3 separate regions of the Gossypium arboreum genome follow, and regions 2 and 3 are each linked to region 1. Evidence: chromatin contacts called from public Hi-C data. All regions are on one chromosome and are shown on one strand. The core of a region is the stretch at or near the end of the contact, and the rest is flanking DNA. Distances in the headings are between cores, read along the strand shown. Region 1 holds the start of LOC108458839 (protein DMP7-like). Region 2 holds the start of LOC108460731 (E3 ubiquitin-protein ligase At3g02290-like). Region 3 holds the start of LOC108458215.

Evidence for each region. A called contact is a pair of places that touch in the nucleus more often than the background predicts.
Region 2: a Hi-C map of leaf shows a contact between it and region 1, with 4 times the contacts expected there. The contact joins the promoter of LOC108460731 here to the promoter of LOC108458839 in region 1. A contact is called at or near these places in 2 of 5 Hi-C or Micro-C datasets (both in leaf).
Region 3: a Hi-C map of leaf shows a contact between it and region 1, with 5 times the contacts expected there. The contact joins the promoter of LOC108458215 here to the promoter of LOC108458839 in region 1. A contact is called at or near these places in 2 of 5 Hi-C or Micro-C datasets (both in leaf).

Annotation. Positions count from the first base shown.
Region 1 is chr4:114,194,970-114,198,508 of ASM2569848v2, forward strand. LOC108458839 (protein DMP7-like) reads left to right here and starts at 1,576. Exons shown (of 1, transcript XM_017758234.1): 1 at 1,576-2,244. The coding sequence starts at 1,576. The coding sequence ends at 2,244.
Region 2 is chr4:113,954,506-113,958,044 of ASM2569848v2, forward strand. LOC108460731 (E3 ubiquitin-protein ligase At3g02290-like) reads right to left here and starts at 1,624. Exons shown (of 6, transcript XM_053026517.1): 1 at 1,392-1,624; 2 at 1,253-1,296; 3 at 243-368. The coding sequence starts at 362. It also overlaps the pseudogene LOC108460758.
Region 3 is chr4:114,352,705-114,356,243 of ASM2569848v2, forward strand. It overlaps LOC108458215, which reads right to left and starts at 1,844. Exons shown (of 2, transcript XM_017757520.2): 1 at 1,398-1,844; 2 at 646-1,107. The coding sequence starts at 1,647. The coding sequence ends at 905. LOC108458471 (probable protein phosphatase 2C 58) reads right to left here. Exons shown (of 6, transcript XM_017757886.2): 4 at 3,517-3,539; 5 at 3,262-3,416; 6 at 2,858-3,173. The coding sequence ends at 3,036.

The sequences.
Region 1 (3,539 bases), core at 326-2,825:
GTCACAAATCTTATACCTCCAAAATTGTAATAGGTCGGATTAAATTTACCATGCAGAATCTTATCTCCTTGAAGTTGCAGTGGAGCAGATTGAAGCCTCAAATCTTATCTCCCTCAAGTTGCAGTGGAGCAGATTGAAGATGCGAATCTTATTCCCCTGAAGTTGCAGTGGAATAGATTAAAGCTACGAGTTACAAATCTTATCCCCCTGAAGTTGCAGTGGAGCAAATTGTAGATGCGAGTCTAATCTCCTTGAAGCAACAGTGGAGTAGATTGAAGTACTAATTCCTATACCCCTGAAGATGCTGTGGGATGGAATGATGCTACTTAAAAAAGAGAAGCTACTTAAAGAAGAGAAGCACCAAAGAAGTCAAGATTCGGCAAGACCAGGCAAAATTGACCCTTTTTAAAGTCTTTGCTCCATTCTCGTTATACGACAATGAGTAAAGAGAAACAGCTGTAATAGGCCAATTTTGGCCCGAGCCCCAATTATAAAAATGAAACAAGATTTAAACCAAAATAAATAAAGTCCCAGTCTAATTACATATCAAGCCCAAAAACACTACGCAATTACAACCCAAATGCAAGAAAACCCTAGTGGCCCAAATGGCCCAAAAACTAAACTCAGTTTCAGTAAAAAACTAAAACCCTAGCCGCATGCCACGTTGACGCTCCTCTGCGCATGCCTTCGCCACTGCCGCCATCAGCCACTCCGCGGTCACTTGTAAAAAAGAAGCAGAACGCAACAAACACGCAAAGCAAAGAAGACAACGAAGAAAAAAAACAAAATATTTGTAATGGACAGTTTGTATTTTGGCTATAAAAAAGGCCACATTTCCTACTTGTATTTTTTTACGAACACACATCAGAGTAATAAAAAAACCTTAAAGGTGATTTGCTTGATTTTTTTTCTTTGTTCAGTATCTATTTTTTTTTTTTAAAAATAAAATAAAAAATAAAAAGAAGAACATAATATAGAACAAGAATTTTTTTCGAAAAGATATTAGGAAAATATAAATTTTGAGTGTAATAGTAAAATATATTATATTTTTAAAGGAAAATATAAGTTCAAACAGTACTATTAGGAGCAACAACCATAAACTTTAAAAATAAAATATAAAATAAAATAAAAACCCATACCATACATTTTAAAAAAAGTTATACAGAGATTTTAAATCTATAGGAAATGTGAGATGAGAACTTTAATTTTAATTTTTGTGATAAATTTTTGTTTTTTTTGCCAACAACACAGTACAATACAATTAAAATAAAATAAAATATTAATAATAAAACAAAAAAAAAAGGGGGGGATGAAACAGGATGGGAGCCAAATTTGTGAAACTGAGCATCTTTTAATTATCAATTATGGTTTGTAAGTCGTAACCTCCTCTCTCTTATAACAATAAATCCACACCAAATTTACTCATCTTTTGTTAACAGCTTCCATGCACTTAGTTTCACGTCGGTTTTCATTTCCCTACAAATGCTTATTTCTTTCCCTGCCAATAAGCCATTCATCTCATACAACTTTTCTTTTCAAAGAAAGCTTTAAGAAAAGAACAAGAAAATCTGTGTGATGGACACGAAAGCTGTAGAACACAGGCAACCCCTCCTGAAGAATGTGGAAAAGACGGCCCAAGAAGAGTCACGAACCACTTCGGAATTTCCTTTATTAACTGCAATAGTAAAGCAACCAAAGACCAAGAAACAAAAAATCGTGAGAAAAGCCTTCAAAGGCACCGCCGTTTTGTCCAAGCTTCTGCCTACAGGCTCAGCCCTTACTTTCCAAATACTGTCCCCAGTTTTAACGAACCAAGGCCAATGCAAAACCCAGGTTTGCCAAAACTTGATGCTAGGCCTTGTGGCGTTTTGTGCCAGCTTGTGTTTCTTCCTTTCTTTCACGGATAGTGTTCGAGATGAAAGAGGCAAGGTCCGGTACGGGGTGGCTACGTTTAGAGGGTTATGGGTAATGGATGGCCCTGTTGAATTGTCAATAAAGGAGGAAAACAAGTATAAGGTCAAGTTGATTGATTTTTTCCATGCTTTGGTATCCATAATGATTTTTATGGCGCTTGTTCTGTTCGATCAAAATGTTGTCAACTGCTTTGGTCTGAAGCCATCAGGGGACAGCAATGAGCTGCTGCTGATGTTATTGCCTGCAAGTATTGGAGCCATAGGCTGCCTTTTGTTTGTTTCATTCCCTAGCAAACGCCATGGAATTGGCTGCCCTCTCTCCAAAAATTAGTCCATCTTCCCAATTTAATCTAGAATGCACATGAGAAATCTTTTATTTTCACAAAAATGAAAGTAATCTTTTAATGTTTCCAAACGTATCATCAACATACCGTCCAAGTCTATGTTAAGCCTAGTAAATTCATTGTAAAATCGACTATTTAAAAATTAAATTTGTGAATCCCAATCCGAATAAGATTCAATAGCTTATATGTCGTGCAGGTTATATTCGAGTCAAAATCCAGTTAAAATTAAATTGAACTTTAAAATCTTTAACTTATTATTTTTATTATTATTATCAAATGCTACTTAAATTTAAAGAAAATTGTGAAGGATGTAAGAAAACAAAATCAACCTTATTATCTTGATAAATCAAAATTTTTATAAGATGAAATGTTAAAAAATCAGCAATCCTGACTCAATTAAACTACCTAACTATCAATTAATGAATCATGATTGGCACATATTATTTTAAATTGATGTTACATAATGGACGTGAATAGAACAAAATTTTAAGACCCTAAATTCGGCCCAATTACATGGCAAAGGCCAATCCAATGTTCTAGCCCTTCACTCATCGTAAGCCTCAATTAAATGTCCATGATTTAGCCCAAATAAAGCCATTTAAGCACATAGTAGTTGAGTCATGTCTATCTCCAATGTCCTTTATTGCCTTTGCTGCTCACATCAGGATTCTCATTTCTAGAGTCAGTATTCTGGTAGGAGGAATCAAGCAAGAATGGGACACTTTCCATCAATAATAATAGCCTTATTGCCGCCCCATAATTTCCATTCTCCCTTCCAACCTCAACAGTTAGGTCGGATAAGATTTCTTGATTACTATAAATGTAACATTACAATGTTTTTATATAAGAAAAGTACTAATTAAAATCTTAAAAAATTATGCACTTTACTAAGAATGTAATCATAAATTTTGAAATTGTTCTTTTAAATAAAATATAATTCTTTTAACTAATTTGAATATTTTTCGGTGATATTTATTATTAAGAAAAATAATTTATTATTAACAAATAAGCAATTATTCTATTTATCTTTGAATAATATTAATTTAATTATTTTAATATAAATCAATTTATCTCATTAATATATGATTAAATTGTGAATAAAATTTAAATATTTCGTATGCATTTGAATTAGAATATTATTAAATTTTAATTTGATAGTATTTGAAATGAATTTAAGTTTAAATAAATTTGATGATTTTGTGGTGAAAAATATTGTATAAAAATAATGAAAATACTTTCTATAAAAATAATATAAATAAATAAGAAAAAGGGTAATTTTATC
Region 2 (3,539 bases), core at 374-2,873, 240 kb before region 1:
ACATATAAAGAACTTCTGAATTTCAGAGATCCTCTCAAGGAGTATTAATAAGGTTTCTAGATTTCATTCTTAAAAAAAGATCAATTTCATGCAAATTGAGGTTCAGAGAAATTAACAAAATGACATCAATCTGCTTTATAACATACCTTCAGTATTAACAAATTTAATTGCATGTATTAGCAGCATAAAAATGAAAATAGGTTGCTTTTGTGCAGATAACCACAAGATAAGAAGAGACATACCCCAGTGAATAGCTGATAGAAGAAGAACCTTAGGCAGATGCAGTGCCTATATATTGAATTGCTAGGATAAGCATATTCTTCACAGTCATCACCACATGAACAGCAGCAAAAAGCACCCATTTCTGCCTAGAATGTATATATTTCCGATTACACAATTCTGAAAAAGCTTTCAGAGCTTGCAGAAAAGGTCATAAAAGAATTGTTCACCTTCCTTCCAAATACAAGACAATTCCTATGGGATTAGGGGGCAAAAAGGGAAAAAAAATATTATAACATGAGTCAGGAAAACAACTTTTTGAAATGAACAACAGATTCAGCCTGCTCAAGGGAGAAATAAGAACCTCACTAAACCTTTCGTCACAAAAGAAGCTCAGTTCATCAGTTTTATGACTGTCTCAATTTCAACTCTTTGGACAAAAGTAATCTGATATATAGACAAGAAGAAAAAAAATTTAGGATAATGCTAAACAGCAAGAGAACAACAAGTCACCTTCTTCATTAGGAGCTTGATGAATGATATACAATTTGGGTTTTTCATGATAAACAGAATCCTAAAACTACTCCATTTTGTTTTACCATAACCATAAAGTTCCTTTCCAACAATGAGTTAACTTACAATATTGCAAATAAATTCACAAGTTAAAACAAACACATTGAACATTCTTTGTCCTTCAGAATGGTGATAAATAAAACAACTCAAATAATCAGCACTGACCGTTCTTCATTACAGACATAAAATCCCACAACGGAATTACAATCTCCTACACTAAAAAAGCACTTTCAAGAAATTTGTTAAGTTCAGAGTCGATAACCATACTTATAAACAAGAGAAACAGGCAATCAGCTATCTTATTTTAGACTCTAATAAGTTGCAAAGTAAAGCTATTTCAGCGCAAAGACAGAAACTTTAACAAAAAAAAGAAAAGAAAAGAACATCAATCTGTTTCTCATCGCATTAACAAAAAAAAAAAAACATCAAACAAAAATTAAAGTAATGAAACAATAGTTACCCATCATCGACTATAAGACCACCATTTTCACGACCGTAAGTTTTCTTAGAAAAAAAAAAGAATCAGGAAAGTTAGGGTTCCTGTAAAAGAAACAAAGAAAGAGAAAAAGGGAGAAATAGATAAGGGGGGACGTTCCTACTTCTATATTGAAGCAGACGAAAATAGATCCCAAGAGTAAGACAATCTAAGGAGCGGCCTGGGCGGAAGACAAAGATTAAATTTTTAATCTTTTTTCCTGATAATTTAGGGGGAAAAAATAGGCAAAAACCGCGTGGACGGAAAAGAGGTGCTTTGATTGCAGTAGGTAACTAGAAAGAAACGGATTTGGTAAAGGGGTAGAGAATGGAGTGGACCAGCTTATCATTAGGATAATAATGTTAAATCTGTCCAACTGACTCATTGTTTTGCTTTCCATCTTGAATTTGTTAATTGCCGACAGCTTCCTGTTGATTGAAATTTATGCTTTAACTCATTGTTGTATTAACTATAATATAAATTAACATAATAAAATGGGTTAATTCAGCACAAGTCTTCAATGTATTAATTGTGCGTTAAAAGACTTAGGGTGGATTTGGGACGGTGGTGCGGTGCGGTGCGATGCAGTGTGTTTAGTTTACTTTTTGTTTCATGTTACAATATCGTTACAGTATCTAATCTTACCGTCACTGCTATTTTTATTCTAACTGCAGATAAACGCACTGTCCATCTAAACTTACCTTTAAAATAAAATATTTTAAAGTTTTGAGAAATAAAAATTTCAGTCGAATGTCTTCCAAAATTGGTATAATTTTGCATTATGACCTACAATACCACTAACTAGTTGATGTTAATTCATATTTTGTATAATTGTCGCTTCCACATCGGAGTTGGATGTAGTGATCAATAACTTACTTGATCTTGCCAGGAAAACAAATAAGATTCTTAGAATCTCGATTCATCAATTATTTTAACAATGTATCGTGTTGTTAGTAATTTTTTACTTAATCAAGTTTCGAAATTCACCTCAAATATTTGGTAGCCAATTAAAATTAATTTATCCCTTAAAAAATTTTATTAGATTATAAAAAATAGTATTTACTTTAGAAGTTGAACTGTAAAATTTGAGGGATTATTTTGAAGAGTACTTAAGTTGAAGATTATATTGGAGGGTTTGATTGGATTAAAACTTTGACTATTTGGGAGGGTAGTTCCAACTTCCAAGGGAGAGCAGTTATTTTTATTTTTTACGAGTCGATTTTAACGATGTAAAAAGGTGTGTGTAATTTTGAGGCTGCAATTATCCTTGGAATGAGTTTATATAATGGATTTATTCTCACCATAGAGGTAGATTGTTGAACTAAGCTGTGTAATTAATCTTGTGTGATTTGTACTTTTTTATTATTTTGGTTATTTTATTCAATTCTCACCATTTATTGTTATAAATATTGTAGAGGTAGCAGAGTTTTGTCTAGTATCTTTAATTTTTTTGTCTATTATGGGTGAGTAAAATTTAATTCGATTTAAAAAAATCGAAAAAAGTTTTAAATTTCAAGTTGATTGAATCGAATTATTTGAATTATTCGAGTCAACTTGAATAACTCGATTCAAATTTTGAGTTCGAATTGAGTTAAATTTCACAATTTAAATAAAAATAATTCGAATAACAAATTGGTGTAAATACCTTTTTAGATATTGTCAACTTTAAAAATAAGTAAATTAGTCACTCTCTTAACAAAAATTTTAAAATATTTATAAAATTCCAAAATTTATATTTTTAAAAATATATAAAATTCTAAAAATATATAAAAAAATTTAAAATTTTAAATAAGTTTTAAAATCAAATGATTCAAATTTATCATACATAAGTATCTTATTTTTTTTATTATTTTGCTCTTCGATTCGATTTGAAATTTCAACGCACTCGAACACACGTCCTTTTATACTGACAATAATGCCAATATCAATCAAGTTAAGAATTGGGCTTAATTTATTAGGATTAGAAGCAAACTGTTCTTGAGACTAGGAGTCCTATCCACAACAGCGGAACAAAGTTCTAGGTTCAGTCACCAACTGAATTTATTTTCCTTACATGCATCACATACTCTTGTTTAGTTTCCATTTCAATATCTTATAACCAGGAAGTTGTTGGCTAAAATACCTTCCCACCACCCTTGAATTCAATATCTTCAAAGCTTCCTCAAGTTTGATGCATCGAGGTGTGTTGTATTGGCTAACAGAAAACCCTTTCGATACACTGAATTCCATCAATGCATCAAATGTTCCATGCTTTACCACTCTTATCTCCAGG
Region 3 (3,539 bases), core at 594-3,093, 160 kb after region 1:
CCTTCTTTGTCGTTGTCAGGGTCTTGAAAAGAATTGAACTGTCTTACTTCAAGGTGTGAAGCTTGAATATGCACTTCTAGTCATGTAAATATTTCTATTCAATCAGCTTCCAATGATCATGTATGACTAGTATTCGGAGGATTGGAGAACGTTTAATGAATTTAAAACAGTTCTCCCTCCTAAGAGAGTGTCATATGTATGTATATATAGCTGATATTCTCATTGGGCAGATGAGGAGCCAAGCCAAGTTGAATTTCCTAAGTTTTGAAACCATTTTCTATTGCCTTCCCTAGCTCAAAGACATTTGAGTACAAAAATGTACCACAAATGATTTGATTGGTGTTAACCAATAACATCACCAATCTTTGCATTTGTTTTATTTGTTGGAGGGGCAGCTTTATCATAGAGATACGGGCAATCTCGTTCCTAACACCCCAATAAGTGGGGTAAGTAGGATGGATCAACCGTGTCTCAACAATGAGCACTCCAAAGAAGGATCTCGGCAAGGTGGGAAAAAAAACCCCAAGATGTAAACACCTTGAAATTGGATGGGAAAATGTTTCATAAGTGTTCTAAAGTTATAACCTGAACTTATTTAGCATTCATCCCGACAAACCAATAATATCACCAATGAGAAAATCAAAGTGAACAACAGCTTTCTTATTGCATTTAACTTTTTCAACTTTAAGCTGATGATAGTCATAACATAAACAAGAAGCAAAAGAGAATTAAACTCGATTTCACAATGAAATATGTCCAATACTAATAAGTACTACCGCAATCTCAAAGGACTGATCATGACACAAAACCAAGCCAAGAATCAAGCCCAATGGTTACTTTTTAAAAAGTATTAACTTCCTAGAAATATATATATTCAATCATTCACTCACAATAAACAAAGGCCCTAATTCATGCCCTGGTCAGGAACAGTAACAAGCTCATATTCAACTAAAGAAAGATTATTATCTTCTTTAACTGCGAATTTAGCAGGTTCGGTTACCTCGATCCGTCCCCATTTGTCAACTGCTAACCTCATTGTTGTTCGCTTGAACATAACAATCTTAGCATTACGTAAAATCACGGTTGCACCTTTTGTCATAAGATCAACTGCATCACCAACATCAAAATCATGATATTACATAGGTACTTGTTTAATTCAATTAAGTCTTGCAGTCAGAATTCTTTCCTTCCAAATACTACTCTGTTCTAGACTACTAAAATAGTCCCCAAAATAGAAATAGAAAAGACAAAATGTCTATACAAGTACAACCAACTTGGTTTATTATGAAATATAGGCTGACCCAATAAAACGCTGAGCAAATAAAATCGATCTAAATACAGAGGCTATAAATTTCTATGAAACTAGTGTATACATATAGATAGAGAAAAATAAATACCTTGTTCGTTGCGTGCGGTGAAGATGATGGTGCCAGTCTCGTCCCCAACGACGCACTCAGCGATCCGGGCCGGAGGTACAGGTCCAGAAAGGAGAGCACGGGACCTGTTGGGCCTGGCGGAAGTCTTGACTGGGGTCATCTCCACCACTTTGACGATCAAAGTGTGCCCGCTCGTACCGGGCTTCAAATCCTCCACTTTCACGAACACCGGCTTTCTCTTCGCGTTCGCCTGTCCCGTCGCAGTCGCCATTCCTCAAATCCAAGATTTGGCTTTGTCTAAAACCCTATCCCCCAAACCGCAAATGCAAACCCTAGGAATATCTCTAACGGTTTTTATGGGAGGGCAGAATGGGCATAAACAATTAGAGAAGATTTAGGGTTTCTAAGAAATTTGGGAATTTGGGTGACCCGTGTATATCTTTCGTTTCGAATGGAGGATCATTAATATATATACGGTGGTGGGAGGTTTATTTGAATTTTACACGTGTTTGAATTGTATTGGTGCTTAAGGTCAACGATGCCGGGAAGACCGAGACTTTTCCCCTTCTCCAAGGGGTTTCAGTCATTACTGTACCCAAGTAACTACTTACTCGTTAAGTTAGTTTTTCCTTTTATTTTTTTTATAATTAATAAATACTTACCCAAGTAACTACTTACTCGTTAAGTTAGTTTTTCCTTTTATTTTTTATAATTAATAAATACTTTTATTCCTTGAGAATTTAAATTATTAATTTCAAAATAAGAAATTGAAAACAATGTTAACGTGAATTTTCTTTTAAAATTTTGAAAGCTTATATATATTTTTAAAAAACTTTAACTATATTAATTTATAACGAGAGAAATTAATTCATCAAAATAAATACATTTTTAAAAATAAAATGCTATACATGAATAATAAATTTATCCATTTTATAAATTAATTGTGTGTTACTTACATTTTAATACTCTCAATTCATATCTTCTTATATTGATAATAATATCGAAAACAATTAAACTAATAATAAATCGTGTATTTATATTTATACTTTGAATGGATTGTACTCAGTAAAACTTGCTAGCAATTTATTGATTTTCTTTTTCCTTTTTGGATGATAAGCACAACATATTCTACAAGTATATTCTTAATATTCATGGAAATTTAACTTCTTGAAAGGCAGAGGATATGAAGGAAAGAATCATCCATCAATCCTTTCATTGTCTTACACACACTCACACTCGCACTCACACACAACAAACAACATCAACATGCATCATCATCACCATCACCATAAGAGTGTACTTTTTTCTTTTTTCCCTTTTCCTTTTATTTGTAACAATCTTTATTAAAGGAAGAAACCATTCAAAATCGTCACCCTTCACATGTCATCATGATGCTTCAGTTATGTATGGAAGCCTTGAAGGCATGGACGGTCCTATCCTTGATAACATTGAAACTCAACAACATATCATCAACGATGACGTTACAGACAATTCAAGTAGTCATTTTTATAAAGCTGGGTCAACTTTTTACATACAAACAGTTTTATGGTAGCCTGCAACAATCACTATAGCTATAAAGAGGATAAAAAACGTGGCATGGTATACACATATTTAGCTATTCATTTTCTCATTAATTCGGTACTCATCGGAAGAAATATATCACCGGAACCTTACAACGATGCAAGATATGTCATCTTTGCTCTTCTTAGAAACTGCTGCCTCAATCAAGTGCTTTGCTGCTGATTGAGCATCCTTGATGTTTTTTATGGCGTCCACTGCTTCTTGGTTTGACATAACCTGCAACGAGATCCGCTAAACATGAGAAACTTTGAATCTCGATTGAATTAATATTTGCATGAGAAACTAGAATTGCAAAAGTAATAACCTTCCATATCCCATCACTGGCCAGAATAAGGAACTCTGTGTCATCATCAATAGTCACCACTTTCACGTCGGGGTCGGAGCTAAGGTGTAACTTTAAACTCTTATCGCCAAACGCCCTTGCTATAGCCAGCTGCCCGTCAACCCGTGGAACATCCCCTGTGAGGATCAGATAATATATGTCAGTTCCAATTTCCAGATACCAGATACCAGATAATGGAGTTGCAGAATTGCTAGTATTTGTTCTAGTTAGTATTACCTGGAAGGTTTGATACAAAGCCA